Regions from separate parts of the Nomascus leucogenys genome. Here region 1 is linked to region 2. A link is a contact called in public Hi-C data. All regions are on one chromosome and are shown on one strand. Each heading gives the region's core, a stretch centred on a gene start, on an enhancer-like site or on the middle of the called end of the contact. The rest is flanking DNA. Distances are from core to core; before and after follow the strand shown.

The links. A called contact is a pair of places that touch in the nucleus more often than the background predicts.
Region 1: a Hi-C map of a lymphoblastoid cell line shows a contact between it and region 2, with 6 times the contacts expected there. The contact joins the promoter of SEMA7A here to the enhancer-like site in region 2. A contact is called at or near these places in 4 of 4 Hi-C or Micro-C datasets (a lymphoblastoid cell line and an unstated tissue).

What each region holds. Positions count from the first base shown.
Region 1 is chr6:93,829,275-93,835,243 of Asia_NLE_v1, reverse strand. It overlaps SEMA7A (semaphorin-7A), which reads left to right and starts at 3,455. Exons shown (of 14, transcript XM_030814750.1): 1 at 3,455-3,474.
Region 2 is chr6:93,776,303-93,781,719 of Asia_NLE_v1, reverse strand. All of the region lies in intron 2 of LOC115835401 (a long non-coding RNA gene), which reads right to left. Among named protein-coding and RNA genes, the nearest start is that of SEMA7A, 53 kb to the left of the region's middle. Within about 2 kb of position 3,244, the one cell type or tissue checked has an H3K27ac peak away from gene starts, as active enhancers do. A contact at or near this core is called in a lymphoblastoid cell line, where this site is marked.

The sequences.
Region 1 (5,969 bases), core at 2,206-4,705, 53 kb before region 2:
GTCTTTCAGCCCTTTACTGCTCAGCCTCCACACCAGGTGTTGTGTTCTGATCTGAGGCCTGATCTTTGAAAGAGAGAGACACAATCTGGACTGTTTAGCACCTAGGAGGGGTCGGTAAAAGTTTGTTAAATGCCTGACTGATCGTGTCTTAGAAATCAACCAGGATTAGAGAGCCTCTCAAGGAAAGCCCCATGAGGAATCTATTTGAAACTGGAGTTATTTACCCTGAATAAAGAGCCAATTTAGAAGGATGTGACCTCTGTGAAATCACTGAAGGGCTGTATTCCAGGAAAAGAGATTAGACATGTCCTTGTTGCCTCAGAGGGCAGATTTAGGACCACTGTTTGGGAGTCTTCCACCGGGGAAGAAAGCTCTGTGTCAGAGCTAAACAAGATGGGCAAGGCTGGCTTGTGAGGGAGCTCATCATCACTGGAGATATGTAAGCAGAACCTGCATGGCCGCCATAAGGAGTCCTGTGAGTGGCTCTCAGGTAGGACTGAATCCCCTTTGAGAGCTACTCCTAATTCCAGGAATTGAGATTCTTGGATCATTATATTCATGAAAGAAAGTGAACTGTTTGTGGGTAACCACACTTCTGCATGTGTATCTCCTCACTGAAGTGGCCTCAGCAGGCCCAAGGATCACATCAGAGCTGGGAGGGTCCCGGGACATCTTCTCTCCTATAGACATCACTTTATTTTTATTTCATTTTATTTCAGTTTAGTTTAGTTTAGTTTAGAGATGGAGTTTTGCTCTTGTTGCCCAGGCTGGAGTACAATGGCACGCTCTCGGCTCACTGTAACCTCCACCTCCTGGATTCAGGTGATTCTCCTGCCTCGGCCTCCTGGGTAACTGGGATTACAGGCACGCACCACCATCCTCAACTAATTTTTATATTTTTAGTAGGGACGGGGTTTCACCATCTTGGCCAGGCTGGTCTTGAATTTCTGACCTCAGGTGATCCACCCACCTCGGCCTCCCAAAGTGCTGGGATTATAGGCGTGAGCCACCACACCTGGTCGACATCATTTAAAAGCATATTTAATTCATCCTACAGAAGGAAATGCAGATGGAATGAGAAAGCTTTGTCTCTCTCTGATATAGAGAGAAGATAGACCAGGAGAAGAGATGGAGTTTTAGCTCCTCTTTCTCATTTTGTACACAAAGAAACAGAGGCCTGGACTGGGTTAGGGCCTTGCTGGAGTCAGTATCCAGGCTGAGACTTCTTCATCTTTGGCCTCCCAGCCATGTCTAGTCAGGAGATTTTGTTAGTCTAGATGGATTCTATGTGACATCCATGAGATTCTGCCCTGTGTCAGGCCTTGGACAGTGAGAATAGAGGCTCAGAGATGGATTAGGGACATAGGAATGGGAGGGAGAAGTTTGTCTCCAGAAAGTCTGGGGAGTGTCTATCACATAAAAGTGCACGTAGAATGTATGACTAGGACAGAGAGCAGAGATGCACTTGGTCTTTGCTAAGACTCGGCTCTGTTCCAGAGTGGCCACCAGGTGGCACTCCCACCACAAGCCCAGTGCCAACGTTGGCCAAGTTTGGGGCTTGGGGCTTAGGATGTTGCTGATTTGTCTGTGGAAGGCACAGGACCTGTAGTGTTTTCAGGTGAGCTGAGTGCCCTGCTAGAAGGAAAAAAAATCTGTCTCTTCTCTGCTGACTGAATATTCCTCTTTGGATTTTTCCTTTTTTTGTCTTACTTAACTTGGCTGGCCCTACTTAGATCTTAGCAATTTAGGTAGGGTTGATCAGATAAAATTGCACGTAGAATGATTAGGACAGAAAGCAGAGATGTAGGCATGGGATGCTGCTGGCAGCACGACCCTCAGGGCTAAGAAGGTGGTGGCAGTTCTGAGAAGTTCTCCATTCACAGTGGGCTGAACAGATGTGTGGAAGGTGGTGATCTCTGAACTGGTCTAGGAGGAAGAGGCAGGCACTTGAAGGGAATGTCCTGGCTGAGGTTTGGAGGCAGGCAGAGCACTGAGGAGAGGGTGAGGCATGGCCTGGGCAGCCTGAGAAGTGTCTTTTCAGCACTCCTTGCCTGACATGGTCTGCCAAGAGTTGGGCCAGGTACAGTGACTGTTGTGCCTGTGCCTGTGAGATAGTCACAGTGGGCACATGGTATGTTGGGGGTCCCAGATATGGGCCCCAGACCGTTTTTATTTGCCCGTATCCATCCTCCTTAACTTTTGAATTATTTGCCGATATTTTAAAAGAGAGTTTCAACAAAGAATTTCAATTTTTTTTCTTTTCTTGTTTTGGATGGAGTCTCGCCCTGTCACCCAGGCTGGAGTGCAATGGCACCATTCAGCTCACTGCAACCTCCACCTCCCAGGTTCAAGCGATTCTCCTGCCTCAGCCTCCCAAGTAGCTGGGATTACAGGTGTGTGCCACCAGGCCCGGCTATTTTTTTTATTTTTAGTAGAGATGGGGTTTCACCATCTTGACCAGGCTGGTCTCGAACTCCTGACCTTGTCAGATAAAAATGCACGTAGAATGATTAGGACAGAAATCATTGACCTTGTGATCCACCCACCTCGTTCTCCCAAAGTTCTGGGATTATAGGTGTGAGCCAACACGCCTGGCCTCTTTTTTCTTTCTTTTCCTTTTTTTTTTTTTGAGACAAGAGTTTCGCTCTTGTGGCCCATGCTGGAGTGCAGTGGTCCGATCTTGGCTCACTGCAACCTCCGCCTCCTGGATTCAAGTGATTTTCCTGCCTTAGCCTCCCAAGTAGCTGGAATTACAGGCGCTCGCTACCATGCCCAGCTAATTTTTGTATTTTTTAGTAGAGACGGGGTTTCACCATATTGTGCAGGCTGGTCTTGAACTCCTGACCTCAGATGATCCACCTGCCTTGGCCTCCCAAAGTGCTGGGATTACAGGCATGAGCCACCGCACCCAGCCCTCAATTTTCAGCTTCTCTTGAAAATCATACTACCTTTCACTACTGGGTTTGCTTCTTCATGGTTCCATGGGCTGGAGCTGAGTTGAAATTGCCTTATAGACAGGACAGGGTTCTGCAGACCCCAGCCCACCCACTCCCCTCGTTCTCATCAGTGCCTAGTCTCTGCCCCCTGCAATAGGTAGTAATGGTGGTAGGCAGTAGGAATTGTTGCTGCTGTTAGTAACCAGGTCTGAGCGGCCACCAAGCTCTGAGGCCTCAAAGCAGGGGTGGGATCTAGCATGGAGAGGGCTGTTGGGGATTGAATGCCCTCTGAGAGCTACTTCTAATCCTAAGAATTGGGATTCTTGGATCATTGTATCTATGAAAGGAAGTGAACTGTGTGTGGGTGACCTCACGTCTGCATATGTTATCTCCTCACGGAATCCTTCTACCTCCCACAGGCCTCTTGTCTGGAGTGGGTCACTCCTGTGAAGGCCATGTGTAGCCATGGAATCAGGGCTGAGGAGGAGGTCAGATAACCCTGGAGAATGGAAAGATGAGTTAAGTTGGACTCTGAAAGGTGAGAGGCTTTAGTTGGAATGTTGGGGGGATTGCCCGGGGCTTCTGCTACTGCTTCAGGACCATGAATCTCAGGTCTGTGTGTATCCATTTCTTTCATTCCAAAAGGAGCCTTCTTGGATTGGGCTGTGCCTCAGCTGTCCATGAGGCTCAGGAAGTGGTCTTCTCAAGGTATTTTTCTTATAGATAGAAGCCCTGCATCATTTCTTCCTCCCTCCCCTGAATGTGGAATCATGGAGAAGGGAGGGACAAGAATGTGCTTCCCCATCAGACATGTCAGCATCCACATGTGTTGCTTCCTCTGCTGGTCCACTTCCCATCACTGGCTGTGAGTGGGAATTGTGCCCCTGTTCTTGGTCCAGGCTCAAGAGCCAGCCTTGGCCTCCAATGAGGCAGGCAGGCCCCTGACACCACCTATACCATTCTGACTTGATTTTCCTATGCTACCTGAGGCAGGAAAGTCCATGCCTAAACTCTGGTCATAGTGCCTGCCCCACAGTCTAGCTGCCTTTCCCTTTATAAAGTTATTGCCTCAAGTCATGGGCTTAGTTCTCTCCTCCCCTGGCTGCCTGCAGCCAACTGAGAGAGTGGGCTGCCATCTTGCCTGGCCCTTTGTCCCCAGGTTGGCTGGCTTGTGGGGAGGATGGTCTTAAGTACTACTTCCTTCCCCCCTACCCCCCAGTCTGGAAAAAAAATTATCTGGCATCTACCCCAGTTTCCATCTGCTACTCTGTTGATTGGGAGATTGAGCCCATTCCCTAGTCTGCCCTCCTGGTCTGCCCTCCTGCCCAGCACCTGGTGACCTGGGCCCTGTCTAGGTCCTTCTGGGGATGGTTTGGACCCAGACATCAGCCACAGACAGGAGGCAGCAGTGCCAGGGTACATCACACAGAGAGAAGTCAAGGGTGTGGGTCCTTGAGAAACCACTTGAGTTTCAATCCATCCTGCCTCTAGTTGTGCGATCCTGGCACTTCACATCCCTTGTCTGTGCCTTGATTTCTTCATTTGTAAAGAGAGGTGACTAATAGCTCCTATCTCATAGGAGTGTGAAGATTGAATGAGTTCAGATGAGGCTATGAGATGGCACAGCACATAGGAACCACAGTGTTAGCAATTGTTATTGCAGTCAGAAAACCCATCTTCGTTCTACCATTTACCGGTTGACCTTGGGCAGGTCCATCCTTGTCCCTCCCTGTACCTCAGTTTTCTTCTCTGCAGTGGAGTTATGCTCCCTCCCTCAGTGAGAGGAAGAGAGTGGAGGACTGGCAGAGATGATGTAGGTGAATGTGGGTTATGTGTTTTGAGTTCCCATGCACATGGGCAATGTTATCATTGATTTTGAATCCATTTGAATTCTTAGTTCCAAAAGGCAGAGACAGGTGATTTCTTAGTTTGCCTTAGCTTTGCATAGAGAGGACAGACACTGAGGGCAAAACCTGTCTAGCAGATGAAACCGAATGTCCATCTTAGAGGCTGGCCTGGGCCAGGCTCCACTGCTGGCTTCAGGGCCACAGGCTTAGGTGCCGGCCTGGGGAGGAGCTCTTACACTGTCCACAGCCTCCCTCTCTGGGGCAGTGTGCCCCTGGCTATCATGAGGCTGTTGGCTCCACCCCGTGGGCGAGGAACCTCACTCTGCACTGTCTCTGGAGGTACCTTGAGTTTACCTTCCTGGCCTGCTGGGGTGCCTCAGGACTCTCAGGGAAGAAGGAGGGGACAACTGGAAGCAAAATGTAGAATGGTAAAGCCAAACTTCTTGGTAGCAAAACTTTCCTGGTTCCAGGAGGTAAAAACAATAACCAAATGGTCCTGGCCCCATGGAGCAGGGCAGAGGGCAGAGGGCAGCCAGCCCACCGCCTTTGCTGGTGTCTGCAGTGCATGAATCATATCTAGATCTGTGAGTTCTGAAGGTTGGATATTCACCTCTACTCCTTCCTCAGCCTGTCTCCTCTCAGTGCAGCCCTCCTTGGGCTAGACATCCAGTAAACACTGGATAAGTACTTACGGAGCTGGGTGGATTTTCCATTCATGGTTCCCTGGGGCACAAATGGAGGTGGTAGGTCTGGGCCCTGTCTGGTCTAGAGAGAGGAGACCCTTTTACAAAGGGCAGGCACGTAGTTCTGAGAGGAGGAGCTGATGGCAGAGCTGGCTGGGCTGCTCAGGTAACTGCAGAGGGTCTGGGCCTGGACCCCCCAAGGGAGTCCCCACTGAATGGTCAGGTTGCCTGAGATAGCTGAACCCTAGGCACTTTGTGGGCAGAGATCCCCTTAAGCTGCTCTGACCCTCCCTCCCCCACAGTGAGTCTTGGGCATGGGGGATGCTCCCCTCTCTACTTGGGGAAGGGGCCTTCCTAATTATATCCCCCTCCACTCACATGGAAATGAGTTTGGATTTTCTGAGCGTACACCAGCTGGCTTGGGGGGAGGCAGCCCAGAAGGCTGCTGGCTGGGGAAGGGAGGAAAAAGGAGAGGGAGGGGAAGGAGCCAGGCCAAGATGAAA
Region 2 (5,417 bases), core at 1,995-4,494:
CTGCCTGGAATGGCTTGGTGGACCTCTTGGTGCCGAGCCCTCCCGCCCTGACCGGGGGCCCTGCAGGCAGTGGACAGCCCTCCCTCGCTTGTGTCTGGAAAGTGGGGCACCAACTCCACTTTAGCCAATGTTTCTCGCTCACTCAGCTGAAAAGCCGCTGCTTCCCCGAGGCTCCCAGCCCTCACCCCACCAGTACTAGCAGCTCCTTCCCTGATGCTGTGTGACAGGCCCAACGTCAGGGCTCCCACACCTGGCCAGCCGCCCTGCTACTGGGTGCCTCCCCCATAACACCTGCCACAAGGCAATCAGGGCACTGCAGCCCCTGCTGTATGGGTGCTGTCTGCCTTTGGGCCCAGCATGGGTCCTTCTGGGCTCCCCTGTTCCTGTCCAGTCTCCCCTCCCACTCTGAGGGGGATGGTGGCAAAAAAAGTGGGGGCGACGAGCGGACCCTGCTGTCAGGGTTGAGAGGTGATTCAGAGGCCTTTTCTGTCACGAGAGAAGGGGGTTGGGCCCTGGGGAGAGGTGATGGGGATTTTTGGACTGAGCTGTGCCCCAAGGTCCTTGATCAGCTTTGCCCCCCGAGTATCTGATCAGAAACATGCTGGCTGGAACACCCAGGGAGAGGCCGTCCTGTGCCTCCTCAGCCTACAGTCCACGGTGCTGGCCGCCACCTCAGGAACGACTCCTGCAGACGCGGCCCCTTCCCATGTTTCTTTGTTCACGGCTGGCCTGATTGTTGCTGTGTCAGCATCGGCACCGTCCCCTGCCAGGCATGGTCGCAGTCCCACAACCAGCATGGCTCCCTAGGGAGGACACTGCCGGGTGGGAGGCTCCCGGCTGTGGGGACCAGGTCTGGGCCTGGGCAAGGAGAGTGCCCATCTCATCCTGCCAGATAATGGATAGAGGGAGAGGCACCCACTGCCCCCTTTGCAGCTGTGGGTTTCCCTGGACAGGCTTGTGCCTGCCACCCTGGGGAGGCCCCTCCTTCTCTCTCCTCATCCGGATGGCCTGGCCTGTCTCCCTCCTGCTATGACACCCCTCCCTGCTGGCCCACCAGGGTCCAGGAGCCTGAGCTATTGGGACATACCCAGCTTACAATGGACAATGAGCCCAGATGTTCCTCTGCAAGCCAGCCAGCGCTGGGAGGGGAGACAGGCCAGGGCGGTCACCTGAGGGGGATCCCTGAGTGCCTCCTCTGCTCCGCCCTTTGCACCTGCTGAGCCCATCTCAATGCCTTCCTCCCTCCTTGTTGCCCTTGAGCCCCCCACAGCACCCCTCTCTGAGAAGCCTTCCTGACTGCAGAATTCCCCAGCGTGAGTCTGAGTGAAGGACCCATCACTACAGGTCCCTGTCCTGGGAGCCAGCCCAGATATCCTTTTAGCCTTAGCCCAACCCCCTGCTTGGCTCATGCTAGGCCCTTGGGCTCAGTAGAGACTTTCACAAGAGGTGGGGGCTCATGGTGGCCACAGCATGCTGGCCTATGGCTTGTGGCTCAGTTGCCCATCTGAGAAATAGGGGCGCTGTCACTTCCTCTGCCAGCAATGGCCTCCATCCCTCCCCGCCGCTTGGGTTTCCTTTATGGAGCAGCTCAGCTGCTTCCCAGTTGGGAAGCACCCTGCTCCTCTGGGAGGGGCTCAGGAAGCAACTGAGGATCTGACCTCATGTTTGCGTCCGTCCAGCCCTGTCTGGTGCTGCCAGATGTCTGAGGAGCTTCTGTGGGGGAGGGGGAAGGGGTAGGAGATGGGGCTGCAAGACTAGGGGCTGGATCTAACCCCAGCCCCTCTTGGGATGAGGCTGTTGTCCCTTTTGATGGGGAACTGAGGTCCCAAGTTGAGGGGAGCTCAGGCTGCAAAGCTGGCCGCCCGTGCCTTCCTGCTCAGAGCTACCCCTGGCATGTGCTAAGGAATTTGCAGGGGAAAAAATACAACTGGATGTCAGGCCTTGAGGCCACCTGAAGCCCACAGGCTATGAGAATGCAGGTTTGGGCTGGAGCTAGCACAGAAGCAAGTCTGCCAGGGGCTAGGAAAGGCAGGAGGCTGACCTCAGCTTGGGGGATGGGGTGGGAGGGCCAAGAGGACAACAGGCGAGGGAGGCAGCAGTTGGTCTGAGTGCCCTGAGGAGCCTGCCCAGGTGGGAGGCTGCCAGCCAGGCCCTGGGAAGGGGACCTCTGGGGTACTGCACCCTCTCTGGGAGTACCACTGAGCAGGGGGGGCAGGAAGGCTGGGCTTATTGCGTTTCAGGACCAGTCACTTCCTCTCTCTGGACCACACCTTTCAGATGAGCTCACCACCTACTTCAGTGCCCAGCCCACCCTGATGCTGCAGGAGCAAATAAGGTGATGAAGACTCTGAAAAGCAGAAATGTGGTATTATTAGCAGAAGTCATATTTGACTTGCTAATTCACTTCCTAAAAATAGCTACATTTATTATAGCATGGGGAGAACCCCATGCTAGAGTTGGCGCCCTGGATTCTTGGTGTGGCTCTGTGACAGCTGTGCTGTGTGACCTTGGGCTGGGTCCTAACCATCTCTGGGCATCTGATTTCTAGGTGGAGGCTGGATAGTCCCTGAGGGCCATAGGCCCTGAGATTGGAACAGCAGCTGGATGCAAAATCATCAAGGAGGATGTGGACTGGATGTGGGCTCTGGAGGACTGGCTTCCTCTGAGTCATAGGTCAAAGCAATTGGTGTCACTGAGGCTACCCCTGTAACCTGTTGGAGGGGTATTGAGTCTTGTGTCTTGCCTTGATCTTGAAGCCCCAGGGGGAGGTTGCCTGGTCCCCACCACAGAGCCCAACCATTAGGAGGCTCCAAGGACTGCAGATGAAAAGGGTCACAGAGAGGAGCTAGAGCCAGATGGGGTGGGGTGGGGTGGGGGAAACCGTGGGACATCCAGCTGGCTGGGGAACCCACTCATTCACAGCACGTTTAATGAGGGCCTACTATGTGCCTAGCACTGACTCTGCCACATGCTGCAGAGACAATGGAGGGTGAACTAGACCAGGCCCCGGTCCCTGCCCTCCTGGAGCTTCAGCTCTAGTACAGGAGGCAGGCACTCATCACTAGCCACACAACTAAACTCTACAAAGGGCTCAGAGATGGGTGCATGGTGCCAGGAGCACATGTAATGGGGGATTTGACTTAGCTGAGAGGTCAGAGAAAGCTCACTGGAGGAGGTGACATGGGTTGAAACCTGAAGGATGAGTAGGTACCTGCTAGGCAAAGCAGAGGTGGTAGAGGAATTCTAGGCAGAAGGAAGAGCAGAAGCACTGGCCAGGTGGTGAGCAGGGGGTGCAGAGGGGCCAAGGGGAAGCCAGAGTGGCTGCAGCCGACACCAGGACCCAGGAGTCCTGCCTTTACCATCAGCTTGGTGAAAAGCCCCTGAAGAGGAGATTTTTGATCTGAAGCAGCTGCTATGTGGGCCTGATGGTGGTTGAACCAGAGTGCGGGGGTTTAGATGGCCATGGGCCAGACTCAGACGTCAGCATGAGGCAGCGGAAGGGATCAAGGTGGTTGTGTCTAGAGACGCTGATTCATAGAAACTCTGGCCTGGAAGTGCACATGTCTGAGGACACAGGTTACCTGATGGGTGTTCCTTCCTCCTTCCTGCACTCTCCTGTCTGGTTTCAGCTCTTCTCTCAGCCCCATGAGTCACCGGCTCCTCTAGGCGGTGCAGGCCTGGGACCTGCCAGGATGCTGCCCCCACCCCCTGAATGTGCCCCCATCCCCTGAATGTGCCCCCATCTCCATTTTCCTTGCCCCTCTGTCCCTGGGTGCCTGCTGTGACTCCCCAAACCCCTGCCCCCCCTGTCTGCTCTCTGTGTGGTGGAACCATCAGCTTGGGAGAACTGAAGAGTTAATTGTAGGACAACTGGCCCTGACAGGGGCTTTCCAGTAGACAGTGCATGAACTTTGGTGCATGGTGGCATTGATGGGAAACCAAGGGGAGTGGTGCTGAAAGGGGCCCCTTGGAGACCATCTGTCCATGCTGCACAGGGCACGGTGGGCTTGGGGCCGAGGACTACCACGAAGTCTAGTAGCACGGGATGGGAAGCCCTAGCCCCCTGGCATTTTAAATCTTGGGAGAGGCAGGTGTGTGGGGCCTTTCTGACCGGGGGCCTCAAGATCCCCTGCCTCTTAGATCTTGTATTGCCAGCTACTGTGGGACTTTTGCCCCAAGAAGCTGGACTTCTGGGATTTTGAAGGGAGGCCTTGGGGGCACTCATTATAGCAGGGGTTCCCGCTGGGACCACATCCAGAAGTTTGGTTAGGAATACAAGCCCTCGCCATTGGGAAGGGTCCCAGGGCTGATGGGGGTGACACGGAGCCCCCTGCACCCTGGCCATCTCTCCTGGGGGCCAGAGTGGCTCATCTTCTTGACCCCTGCGGCCCTGCTCACTCTCCCATGCCCCTGCTCTTCTTTAGCCGTCCTGGGGAAAATTCTCTCTTGTCCCACCTAAGAGGGGCCTGAAACAGCAATAAGGACATCTAGCCCCTGTCTCCACACAGCACTGCAGTTGGCTACTCTTTCCCCACTTTCTCCTAGAGCATTATTTTGGGAAAGGGACACTCCCGGAATTGAGGGTGGATACTCAGTGTAGAGGCCTTTAGAAGTTGCTCCTTAGGTCTAGCCTCCTTTGCAGGACAACTTTCTGTGGAAGCCTGTGGCCTGGGAGACAGTCTCTTCTCCAGCCCCTTCCCTTCGCGAGAGAGCAGACTTTGGATGGAGCTGGGTGCATTTCTAGAATGTTCTCTCAACTGGTGGAGGTGCAAGGAAAAAGGAAGGGCTTATTTCCTCCCTCGCTCAGGTTAGAAGGACCTGAGCATCAGAATGGGCCCGGGAGTCCCATGCTCAGTTCTGTGTGCTGCTCTTCCCACCCTAGAAACCCTGCCTCCCACCTATGCCTTCTGTGTCCCCAGCCCTGATTCTGCCCTGGGACCTTGGGATGGGCCTGAGGGCGGTGGCTGGGAGCCTGGGAGCCATCACTCCTGGGGCAGTACTGCCCCCTGCTGGCCACCCAGAAAGGCCCGGAGGCTAGAAGTTTCATTCAGTGCCTGCTGGTCAGCCCAGTGCCAGCTGATTGGCCCCGTGGGGCTGGTTCTCTTCCTGACTGGGTGGGCCTCAATTTCCTGATCTGTACAAAGAGTAGGGTGACTCAAGGAGGTTCCTCCCAGGTCGCAGATTCGGAGCCTGCTCCTAGCCTGCCTCTTCATTCCCGTTCCTGCTCTCCCTGCCCTCAAGGCCTCCCAGCCCCTCCTGGCCTCTCTCTGTACTTGGCAGGTCCCAGTGCCGGCAGCCCCCACCTGCCCTCCACTTCCCTGGGCCCCCCTCCTGCCGCCACAGGCCGCCTCCCCTCCTACTTGGCCCCTCACTCAGTGCTGGGCCTGGCTGGCTGAGGTGGGCGGAGGAGCACCCCC